Regions from separate parts of the Zea mays genome. Here region 1 is linked to region 2. Evidence: chromatin contacts called from public Hi-C data. All regions are on one chromosome and are shown on one strand. The core of a region is the stretch at or near the end of the contact, and the rest is flanking DNA. Distances in the headings are between cores, read along the strand shown. Region 1 holds the start of LOC542220 (glutamic dehydrogenase 1). Region 2 holds the start of LOC100193357.

What was found. Hi-C and Micro-C count contacts between places; a contact is called where the count stands out from the background.
Region 1: a contact with region 2 is called in a Hi-C map of ear, with 1.7 times the contacts expected there. The contact joins the promoter of LOC542220 here to the promoter of LOC100193357 in region 2. A contact is called at or near these places in 2 of 25 Hi-C or Micro-C datasets (ear and tassel).

What each region holds. Positions count from the first base shown.
Region 1 is chr1:294,105,069-294,111,057 of Zm-B73-REFERENCE-NAM-5.0, reverse strand. It overlaps LOC542220 (glutamic dehydrogenase 1), which reads left to right and starts at 3,400. Exons shown (of 10, transcript NM_001254781.1): 1 at 3,400-3,640. LOC103644169 reads left to right here. Exons shown (of 7, transcript XM_008667362.3): 7 at 1-602.
Region 2 is chr1:293,482,464-293,488,001 of Zm-B73-REFERENCE-NAM-5.0, reverse strand. It overlaps LOC100193357, which reads right to left and starts at 3,319. Exons shown (of 11, transcript NM_001138489.1): 1 at 3,068-3,319; 2 at 2,866-2,976; 3 at 2,726-2,758. The coding sequence starts at 3,151.

The DNA of each region.
Region 1 (5,989 bases), core at 2,151-4,650, 620 kb before region 2:
GAAACTAATAGTAAGAAGAATGCCCCATCTATTGACTCCAAAGCCCACGTTCTTTTGTAATTCTATAGTGAAACTTTGTCAATTATTAGGGTCCTAGATTCAGTGACCGTTTATCCACCCCATGTCAATGTCTTGCAACTATATGTTCATCTTAAATGCAGTTCTTTTTTTTTCAATTGGTGAATAAATAAAATATATAGCCTTGTAAGGCTGACCTGGTTTCACTACGTTCTGGTTTCCCATGTTTACATCTAGCACCTTTGAACTGAACATGTGTCATTTAAGATACGAGAGTTGAGTAGTATTGTTTGATGTAAATCTCTACCACTATAAAACACCTTTCTACCGTTGGCATGCGTTAACACAGTGATAATTTGCAAATGCAAATTAGCACTTTGAACTGCAAAGAGGTCTACTGTTCATATTATTTCCTATGAGGTAGTATGTCTATGCGTTAACACAGTGATAATTTGGTAGTATGTCTTTTGTCTGAGCAACTTCTGTTGTGGTTATTGTTTATAATAATGGCCTACATGTAGTATTCATTTTCTCTGTAGTATAATAAGCCCATTAAAACAATTGAATGCCATTGTCCGTGCATCCATTATTTTTTGTGAATGTGCTATGTACATGTAATAGTGTAGGGGCTCTTCTATTCCATCGTAGTACACTATCTTTTTTACTGAACTTTTTTTTGGAAATCCTATGACTCACTTTTTTAGGTCCTCTCCGTTGGACTTTTGGTAAAGTCACATAAATCTTAATCTTACGAATTGCTAATTGGTTTATACTAATATCGTGTAGAATTTTTAGTTAAAATTATTCAGACATTAGTAATATAAATTTTATTTATAAGGTAGTTCACTTTGGGTTTCATATGATATGTGAATTTATGTGATGCAGTATCTGGTACAAATAATTGTTGATGAATATAACATTTGTATATTTGTGTAAGGTACAATCAGGCCATGACTAATGTGCAATCATGTGTAAATGTAAAAACAAGTATCTTAGTATGTTGGATCATGATCCAGCCTTTTCTTTTTATGCTTCTCTGGATGTACCATTGAACACAAAGATAAATAAACATAAGAGCACTAATATTATCGAATATTTTATATGCCGTTGCAACGCACGGGCACATAACTAGCACTGATCATACAATTGCGATACAGATTTTGGAGATATGTGACAAACGCCATGCCCTGTGCATTAGAGAAGATACAGAATCGCCATGCCCTGTACAAGACAGTGAGCCAAATTCTTGTTCATTTTGCACTATGATACATATTGATTCATTAGGCCCTAGGTTGGAGGTTGTGACTGATGAGTTGGGAAGGGATTACTTGATTGGTGGTGTACAATTCTTGGACTGGATACATGTTCCAGTTTTTGGTCCATTAGTTCAGGAATTGTTTCATTTACATGTATATTCAGTACACTCGTATAATGGAAACAGGCAAATCTCTATCTCATTCTTTGGTTATTGTGTTATTATACGGTTCCGTTGCAACGCACGGGCACTCACCTAGTAAAGAATTAAGAATGTACTAGGTAGAGTAATCTCTACCTAATCACGAGAGAGAATCTCGTACTCCTCCCGTCTTTCAAATTGTATGTCTGTTCAAACTTTTCTGTTTTGTTTTGGTTTTGTTTTGGAGGTTTAAGACGTGTATCAGGTCTGATAAAAAAAACATACAGAGTATTGTAGGTATCTGTAACATCAAACAGATATTTACGATAAAAGTACAGCTAATAATTAATCTAACGATATTTTCCCAATAACATAAATATTATATTCTTTTATTATAGTATAAAAATTGATCAGATCGACTACCTTATACTCCCTCCGTTTGTTTTTAGTTGTCGCTGAATAGTTCAATTTTGCACTATCTAGCGACAACTAAAACGAAACGGAGAAATTATCGGTTAAGAAAGCTAGAACGAACTTACTTTTTTTAAAAATGGGAATGACATGGGAAGGAGAGAGGAGCACGTAAATTCTAAAGCGGCCAACTTGCATGCAGATCGCATCATATTCATGACGTGGTTCCCCGTTTGTGTGTGTGTTTGAGCTTTGTTTTGGCAACCGCGGATGATGCAGGATTAGAGATGGCAATGGGCCCCGATCCACGATTCCCCGCGGGGAATTCCTCCATTAGGGGATGAGGATGAGGAAGGTTCTCCCCCCATAGGAATGTAAACGAGGAAAAATCCTCCCCCGATGGGTAAACGGGGACGGGATAAGGAAACATTCTCCATCCCCGTTCCCCGCGGGGACCCGTTAAACTTATATATGATGATGTTTTCATGTAATATATAATAATAAACATAAATAATTATATTGTTAAGAGATAACTCATTGTATAAATTTGTTATTTTGATGTACACATAATGAGTTCTAACATCTGACAATGTATATAAGTGATAATGTTTTGTATTAATAACAAAGAAAGTGTGTCATAATTATAATTTAAGCGGAGACGGGGATCCCCGATGGGGATTTATCCCCGTGGGGAACGGGGATGGGGAAGAAAAGCCCCCGCAAGAGTTCGTGGGAATTCCCGCGGGAGAATTTTTTTTGTCGCGGAGACGGGGTACGGGGAGCCAAAACCCGACGGGGATTTCCCCGTTGCCATTCCTATGCAGGATATATGTTCCCATCGTGACCGTGCACGCATTTTGGCTGGGATTTTGGAACGCTGTACGATTCTTCCATGGGGATAACGACGACGGTGTACGTCCCACGTTGATCACACTTATCAGGACTTAGGAGACATTCCAATCATCAATTCCAGGAACACGACTGAACTTGTAAATAAAACCCCGCAGCGCTTTTATATCGCTTTTATATAGAGTAGATGTTTTACCCATTAATATACCGCAGGTATACCCAGTATAGAAAACTTCTCGTATCCATCTTTATATCGGATAAAATCTATTGATTATTCGAGTTTCGGGTAACTATTGGCATCTCTCCGTATACAGTGCTAAATAATAAGGGTTGGAATGCCGCGTCATGCCGTCATCACGACGAGGCTGGACCTGCTGGACGTACTCCTCTCCACTCCATGGCAGTGGCATGCCCTTTTCCGTCAGAAAAAGCCGGAGAAACGGGTGAAACCCAACCGTCAGATCATCGACGACGACGGCGAAGGTGCCAAAGCTCCCCCGCTCTTTCTTGCCGTCATTCATCAGATCAGAGAAAAAGAAAACACGGGATGGAAATGGAATGAGATACACGCACGCACCGAACCCAACCCAACCCAACCCCAAAGCAGTTGGAATTGGAATCCCAGGCGGATCCAATTCTGCCAATTGCAAGCACCGTCGGCCCTGGCGTCATCGCCCAATTACCTCTCCCTCTCCTCCCCACGCCGGCCGGAGAAACCCCCCACCCAGCACCAGTTCCCAACTCCTCCCCCCACACACTCTATCCTCCTCGCCGCCTGGGGCACAGTCACAGAGTATTTCCCCCCCATTCTCCATGCATCGCACGAGTGTCTCCTATAAAACCCCGCGCAACCCCCCCGCTCCGACGGCACGCACGGACGACGCACCGCACACTACCCGGCGGTGGAACTCCTCGCCCGCGTCGCTGCTCCGGTCTCCGCGCTGCTAGCCGCCGACTGTAATAACTGTAAGGCTCTCCGCCTGCGCCCGTTCTCCGCGCTCGTTCTCGCCGCCGTCGTCCGTGTTTTGCCTGATTCAGCAGTTCGGCGAAACCGGTGCGAAGATTGATGATCTGACGACGAGAGCCTCAAAGTTTCTTCTTGCGGTCTTAGTTTATTTATTGCTACAGTTGCAGCGATCGACAACGCCCCCCCTACCTTGTTGGCTGGCGCAACTAGTTAGGTCAACCGAAACTTGCTGCTGGGGTTGCCTCCGGTTCTAAATTTTTTTTAGCACGGGAGTTTATTCTTCTTTACATGATTGGTACACCATGCGATCAACGTGCGTCGCTCCGTTCTCTTCAAAAATTGAATCTGTTGCTAATTCTAGAGAACAGTGCTTGGCTTGGCTGACCTCACCTGTTTGGTTTGTGGCAGAATCTCAAATTATTATGGGTCGCCTTCTCTCTCTCTCTCTCTCTCTCTCTCTCTCTCCCCCTTCGTCCAGCAAATACACACACATACACACGTATCATGTTCCATTGGCTTCACATGTCACCAGTCGTATGCTATATCACTTCGAATGAAATCGTGTAAATCATCAACTTGTCTTATTCTTCAGACGCCTGCACCCTGCAGGATCATGCTTTGCGTCTGAACACTTTAATTCATCATGTATAGACAGTGCCCTCCTAGCTTTCAGTGGGAATTAGAAGATTCGGCAGATTATCTCTGAAAATTCACCTTACGAGAGCTTCGGATTAAAACCGGCTGTTTAGACTGCTGCAGTTACAATCCATAGAGACAAAAATACTGTATAAACAATACAAGCCGGTACGGATTAAAGCCAAACAAACAGACAAAACTAAAATGGTATTGTAATACACGGCCCCGCTAGCATCTCCAAATCCTAGGTTTGATTTCTCTCGTGGACGAATTTTCTGACTGTATTAAATAAATTCCCTTGTTGTGTCTCATCCGCTCTCGGTTTACGATGTTTTATACACCACCTTCTGATTGGGCCATTGCAGAGTAGATGGTTGGCACGACTCGTTAATAATAAAGGGCCAGAGTTCGATAATTTTCTCGGCCAGAACTATTGTTTTTGTCTCTTCTTAATATAATAATACCGAGAGGGCAGTCATTTCATCCCTAGCCGATTTTTTTATAATACACACACCCTAAAGTTAGAGGCTTGAATTTTGGCTGCCAGGCCACTCCATTTCGTCTTTACTCTTGAGAGCAAGGGTCTAGGACAGAGCATATCTTCTTTTCTTGATTTGTTCTTTCGGAATACGCTCTCGTCTATCGGGTTGGGAGAGCATATCTTCTTTTCTTGATTTGTTCTTACGATCTTATCCTAACTATGGGGGGCAAGCTCACATACACTACTCTAACAGGTATATTTTATCTTTTATGCAAATATATAGGTCTGTTTATTTGAAAAAAAAATGAGCCTGCCCTGCTTAACTCAGGGCATGTGATCTTTCCAGCACATCATTTGGCCTATAATGGCATATATGCTACACATGCTGCACAGCACAGACATGTCAAGTGCAATGCATTGTCTGAATTCTGAACATAATCCTTGATTTTGGGGGGCAAAGGCAACCTTCCACCAATCCATGACAAACTTGTGATTTATTTAGTATATTGTACTAACAAATGCAACACGTAAGGCCTAAATAAGTCCATGGCTTGTCATTGCTGAGTCAGCCATGTGCCTTTTCAAGACTGCATATCCTCGGTGGCATTTCTGAATCTCCACAGATAATGTTACCAGTATCATTTATAGTCAAACTTTTTTCGCTATACTATGGCAACCGTAGTAACTTTTGTTTTGTGGCTGTTTCAGTGTTTCTCTTTGCTCTGCCTGTACAGTTGCTTTAGGTCTCTTGTACCTAACCCCTCTCCTTTGTAAACAGAAATTGACACATCTGAGTTCAATTTAAAAAAAAGGCAACCTCAGTTATTTTCTTTACTACTTAAAAGAAAATCTCCTTATGTGATCTCTTCGCGGGCTGAAAATCAGCAATTGAATACTCAGCATGTGACACTGGCTGTACAATCAGTACAGACCTATGTCACCAGGCCTAGTACAATTTGTAGATCTAATCGGTTGGGCATATTTCTATTGCTGGAGTGGAGAGAGACTTTCTTGAACACCCATTTTTACTTGTTTTACGGCTGAAATGCTGGGTGCTTTTATACGAAAAGAAGCAGTGAGGGCCTGACCTCTTTCGGACTATCTGAATCATGAATTCATGACCAGATCCCTGAATTCACATAGCTTGACAGCAGATTATTCTAGCAGAAAAGAACGAGAACAGTGACTTTAGTTCCCAATCACCCGTATACTGTATATATAAAATAAATAA
Region 2 (5,538 bases), core at 2,070-4,569:
ATATAGCAAACCCAAAATTCAATAGGTCAGAAGATATTGAAACAGGAAGTATGGACATAATAAACAAACAACCACCACATACTGCAAGAGCAACATCTAAATTATTGTATTTCTCTATCGTTGGTGTTGTGACAGTCAAGATCACATAAAAGGGGATTTCTTATCTAGTACTTCCTACCTGACACTAGTACCTTCTGCTAGAGTACCCGTTTAGGGTTTTGGGGTTTACCTTGTGTAATAGGCCTGACTTGTCTATTAATACAATACCCAACCCTGAGTTAGGGTTTCCCACATGGTATACAACTAGGTTAGTTTTCCACTTTTCTCTCTCCTCCCTCCCCACCCCAGCCGCCGACAGCTTTAGCCAAGTCACCAGCCGCCCCTCCAAGGCGGCGTGCTCCAGAGCCCCGCCTCCATGGACGCCGACCCTCTCCTCTGTGGATGCAGCCACCGACGCGGGCCAGGGCAGCCGCCCTATCCCCCCCCCCCCCCCCCCCGCGCGGACGCGACCTTGTGTCAAGTGCCTCGGCAACCAACAACGCAGGACCACGTCTATGTAACTCGTAGCCGCGCTCCAGTCCTCACCGCGAGGTTTTATCCCTCTGTTGGTGGCTTAACGAGAGTAGGAGAGAAGATTAGATGGGAAATTCTTCCTTGATTCGATAGTGCCAGTTACAAGAATAAATAGCCCCCAGGCTTCAACTGCCACTCCTTTTCTTAAGGAGATAAGTGTCGGTTGGTTACAAGGATAAGTAGCCAAAGACCTTAACTGCCACTCCTATTCTTAAGGAAATAGATAAAGCTAATATAATCTTTTCTTTCCTAATTTTATCCACTCTCGATGGCTTCTTGCGCCCGCCCAACGCGCTCAGCAGCGCGGCAGACATCTCATGCTCGCCGGCGCCTGGTATAGTGGTGCCCCCACATGACATCTATCCCCTCCTCAAGGTCTAGCTCATCCTCGAGCTGAAAGTCCGGAAATTGCTCGCAGAAAGCGTCAAGGTCTTCCCAGGTGGCTGATTCCGGTGGTTCGCCGCGCCAGTGGACGAGTAGCTGGCGAACGTCGCGTGCCAAGCGAGCGCGCTCGACACGAACTGGTGTTGGAGCCACCGCGCCACGGTGAATATGCGGTAGGGCCGGTGGAGCTATTGGAGGCACACCAATGAACTTCTTGAGGGTGCCCACATGGAACACGTCATGGATGCTAGCCTGCGGGGGTAGCTCCAGGCGCACAGCCACATCGTTGATGAGTTCTAGGGCGAGAGGCGGGCATTGTGTTGGCACGGGCGATATGGTGGGGCGAGAGCGACATGTGTTTGGTCCATCTAGCTGACGTAAGTGCCATGCATACTAGACGTTTGTGAACGTTTGGAGTCCAAAAAAATTGATTTTTTTTTTGCAAAAAAACACAAATTTCATCTGCAATCCATCTATAAATGCTCTACCCTGTTGGAAGTCATTGTACACCATCTCATCTCATTTCTCTCCTCCAAATTCCTCGTTTCTACTCATCTTCACGTCATGTCTTCCTCAAGCACAAACTCAAGTGAAGGAGCCGGAAGTGCAACGTGCAATGCATTGGAAGCAGCCATAGAGGAGGCTATGCTCAAGCTCAATGAAGAGTCGTCGAGACAGCCCAAGCGCCATCGACGCTACATCAAACGTGATAGTGACTCTACCCATGATCGGCTTCATCAGGACTACTTCGCCGATGACTGTGTGTATCCTCTGAATTACTTTCGACGCAGGTATCGCATGAGGCAACAACTTTTTTTGAGTATTATGCATGAATTAGGTGAATACTCTCCACATTTTTCACCCAAAGAGAAGATGCTCTGGGTCGGCTCAGTCTTTGGCATGCTTTTTTTAGAGTGGCCGGGTCCAACAATGTCCTTCGAGGTCAAGCACCCGTAGTGAACTTCATGGTTAATGGATACAGATACAATAGGGGATACTATCTTGATATCTTGACAACGATATCTACCCTTCCTAGTCGGTGATTTGTAAGCGTTGAAACAAATCTGCATGATTACTTAATTCTGAAATAGAAAAGTTGATGTGGTTGTGGGTTGTGTTGGAACCGGACCACCAACACATTGCGCGCCCGCCGGGTCGCCTACACACACATAGTGCACCCGCACACACACCCAAGCCGTCGGGCCCCAACACATGTGCCCAAACGCACAATATCGGGTTTTAGGTCCGTTGGGCCAACACTTCCCCCAAAAAGCTAGCTCATTAGGGGTTGCACCCTCAACCATATATAACGTGTTTGCCCATCCACAACTCTCAATGTGGGACTATTCTCAACAATCTCCCACTCACACATTGTGAGCCAATATTTGTCTGAGAATGCACTAGGTCCAACACATTTTAGGTTTGTTGGCCAACGCCCCCCACCCCCCCCCCCCCCCACCTCCCCCAAAAAAAAGTAGCACATTAGTGAGTTGCACCATCGACCATATAAAACATGTTTGCTCACTCACAACTCACAATGTGAGACTATTCTCAACGGAATGAGGCTATAGACTGCTGCAGCCTGTGCACCGAAGCGACAGGGGTAAGAGTGGAATCGAGAACTGACATGGCAGGGACGAGAGAGTGATGGTGTGCTGGCACCAACCCTAATGCACACGGTATTTCTTTAAGTATTCAACACACCATCTGAAATTTGCTAGTGTCACTAATTAGAAAGAGGATGGGGCTATCAAATAATTGGACTTACATCGATTTTCCATGTCTTGTTCTCCAGCTTAACCTGAGACACAAAAAAATTTAAAAAAAAATAACAGGAAAAGGGAAGTGTTAACATCAAAGCACGGCCTCAACATGGAAAAAGCCGGACAATCATTAAAAAATATGCACCTTCTCCGCGCCAGCGCCGAACATCTGCTTGATGAGCGCGAGGATTAGGGTTTTCTTCCCGGACCCCGACGGCCCATAGAACAACAGGTGCGGGCAATCCTGCTCCGACACCTGACCAAACAAAACCACTTGTGATTATAGCGGCACATTAAAATAGGGGAAACCCTAGATTATCGAATACGCGCAGATTGCGGGCACTTACAAACTTCCTGAGGTTCTGAGCAACCTGGTCGTGCACGGTGACCTTGTCTAGGGTTTTCGGCCGGTACTTATCTACCCACAACATCCTCGCCGCTAGCTCGTCTTCCCCGCCTCGACTCGCCGCTAGAGAAGATAGAGCAATGGGATTTGAGGACAGGATCGGGACTTCGGGAGGGGAATGGAGAGGTGTGTGGCGGGAACTTGGGACTGATAGGTGCGTACTCCGCCGCTCCGAGACGGGAGACGAGGGTTTTTCCGGCTTCCGGCTATCTTTTCTGACAGGTGTGGTCCATATGTCAGTAACTCTGATGCCGGGCATGTACCAGCGAAGTGAGGTGGGCCGTGGGCCTGGTTTCGTCCGATGCTCGAGGAGAACTCCGCAAAGAAAGCCCAGTCTTGACCTGTTTGTTATTAGCATTTGGACATGCACTGATTTGTAATGTTATTTCCATATAACAACACGATAAGGGCAGCTCCAAGTAAATATCAGCAAAATAATAAGAGCCTGTTTGGGATTATAATCTATCGAACTGGGTAGATTATAATTCCAAAACAAATAGGCTCTAAATATATTGTTAACAAGAAAGTAACTCTTTTACTCGTGAGCTAGCGAGTACTGGCTGCAATGGTAGCGCACGGAGCGCTCACTCGTGTCGTTTCTCTCGGCCACTGGGAGAATGAATATATAGGTTCACCTTACGTCTTTCTTTGAAACGCTGGAAGTTTTCTTGTTTTCTATGTTTTAAAAATAATTTTTTTGTGAAATTCATGTGAAATTCCTGAGTTTCAAATAGGCCTCAGTTGTCCGGCAACAACTCTCATCTAACGTTCTCAACACCTAATGCTATGTTTGTTTACCCTTTAGATTATATAGTCCATCTTAAATAAATTTAGAGACAGACAAATAGTATAGATTATTAGAGTGGATTACACTTTAGATTATATATTATATAGTCCATCTTAAATAAATTCAGACAAAGACAAATAGTATAAATTATTATAGTGGATTATATAATCTAGCTACATAGATTATGATAATCCATAAACATATCATCATATGCTTATTTTAGATTATTGTTTAGTTTTTTACCCGCTAATAATTTATGTAAAGAAACATCTTTAATATGATTATATGAACTGGATTATATAATCTATAAAAAATTAGCTGAATTATATAGTTATGCAAGGAAACAAACAAGCATTAAGGTTCTCGATGATTTAGTACACCATGTGTCGATTATATGGGCACCATTTTAGTTGCCAATAATAGTTCACCTGAAATTGTTTAACATTGATTTTAGTCGGGGTGTGAAGATTTGCTAGCTGATAAAGTCTTGATTAACTCCTGTCTGTCTACCCTCTAGATTATATAATTCAGTTTAAATAAGTTAAGAGACAAACAAACAACACATATTATTGAAGTGGATTATATAGTCTAGGTATATAGATCATGATAGTCCATAAGTTGGTCATTAGATGCCTATTTTATATTACTATTTGGCTTTTTACCACTAATTTTTTATGAAAACAAACATCTATAATAAAAATTAGGTAAACTGAATTATATGATATGGATTGTACAATCTGTACAAAATAAGTTAGATTATATAATCCTCCAAGGAAACAAACATGCTCTAAGTATTCCATTGGAAACAATGACAAACATGAAGAAATTAAATGTTGCTAGTTAAAACATAAGCAATAAATAAATTATCTCATGTGATAACCACATTTTGACTAAATGTTGTTATCCCTACCATAAAAAGTGATGCAACTAGTTTTTAAATATATTCACTAGCCTAGCAACTAAAGAAAAAAAACAATACAAAACGTAATTTTGAAAGTTTAAGTGAAATAGATATACAAGCTCCTATCGATGACTTCGATATTTTTATAATTTTATCGAGGTATCGTGAACACACAAGCTTTCGTCTAATCCTTGTTGAAGCCTCACGTAAGGGAAGCCCACTTAAGGGTGAAGCTCTCGATCGAGTAAAACTTGTATAGCCTAGCTTGTTACTTTCCCACACATAAGTGGATTTTTAGTGTGACCTCTTTCGAATGTTGTCGCATGAACAAATAAGGGGAAATGATGATTCGTGATAAGGGTAGTATTTTTGTAACAGCTGGATACCATGATTTATAAGGAATCCACATGTAAAAACAGAGATAGTTCTCCTTTATCGTAGAGAGGGTTGTTTTAAACCGATCTTCGTTCTTATATATAGTTGACGACGATATAAGTTTCTTGTAATCTATGAATCAATCGTACCTCTTTAGACTATAAATGAGGGGGTATAGTGCCCACCTAGGGCAAATCATTATATCATAACCAGTAGCCACCAACATACAAACGTTGGATATTACCTCATGTCGCGAGCCCAAAGCTGTCTAAATTCATGTGTCATTTATTTGCTTACTTTCAGTTCTCGATCTCGAGATCCATCCTGTACAAATCCATGTCACTGATAT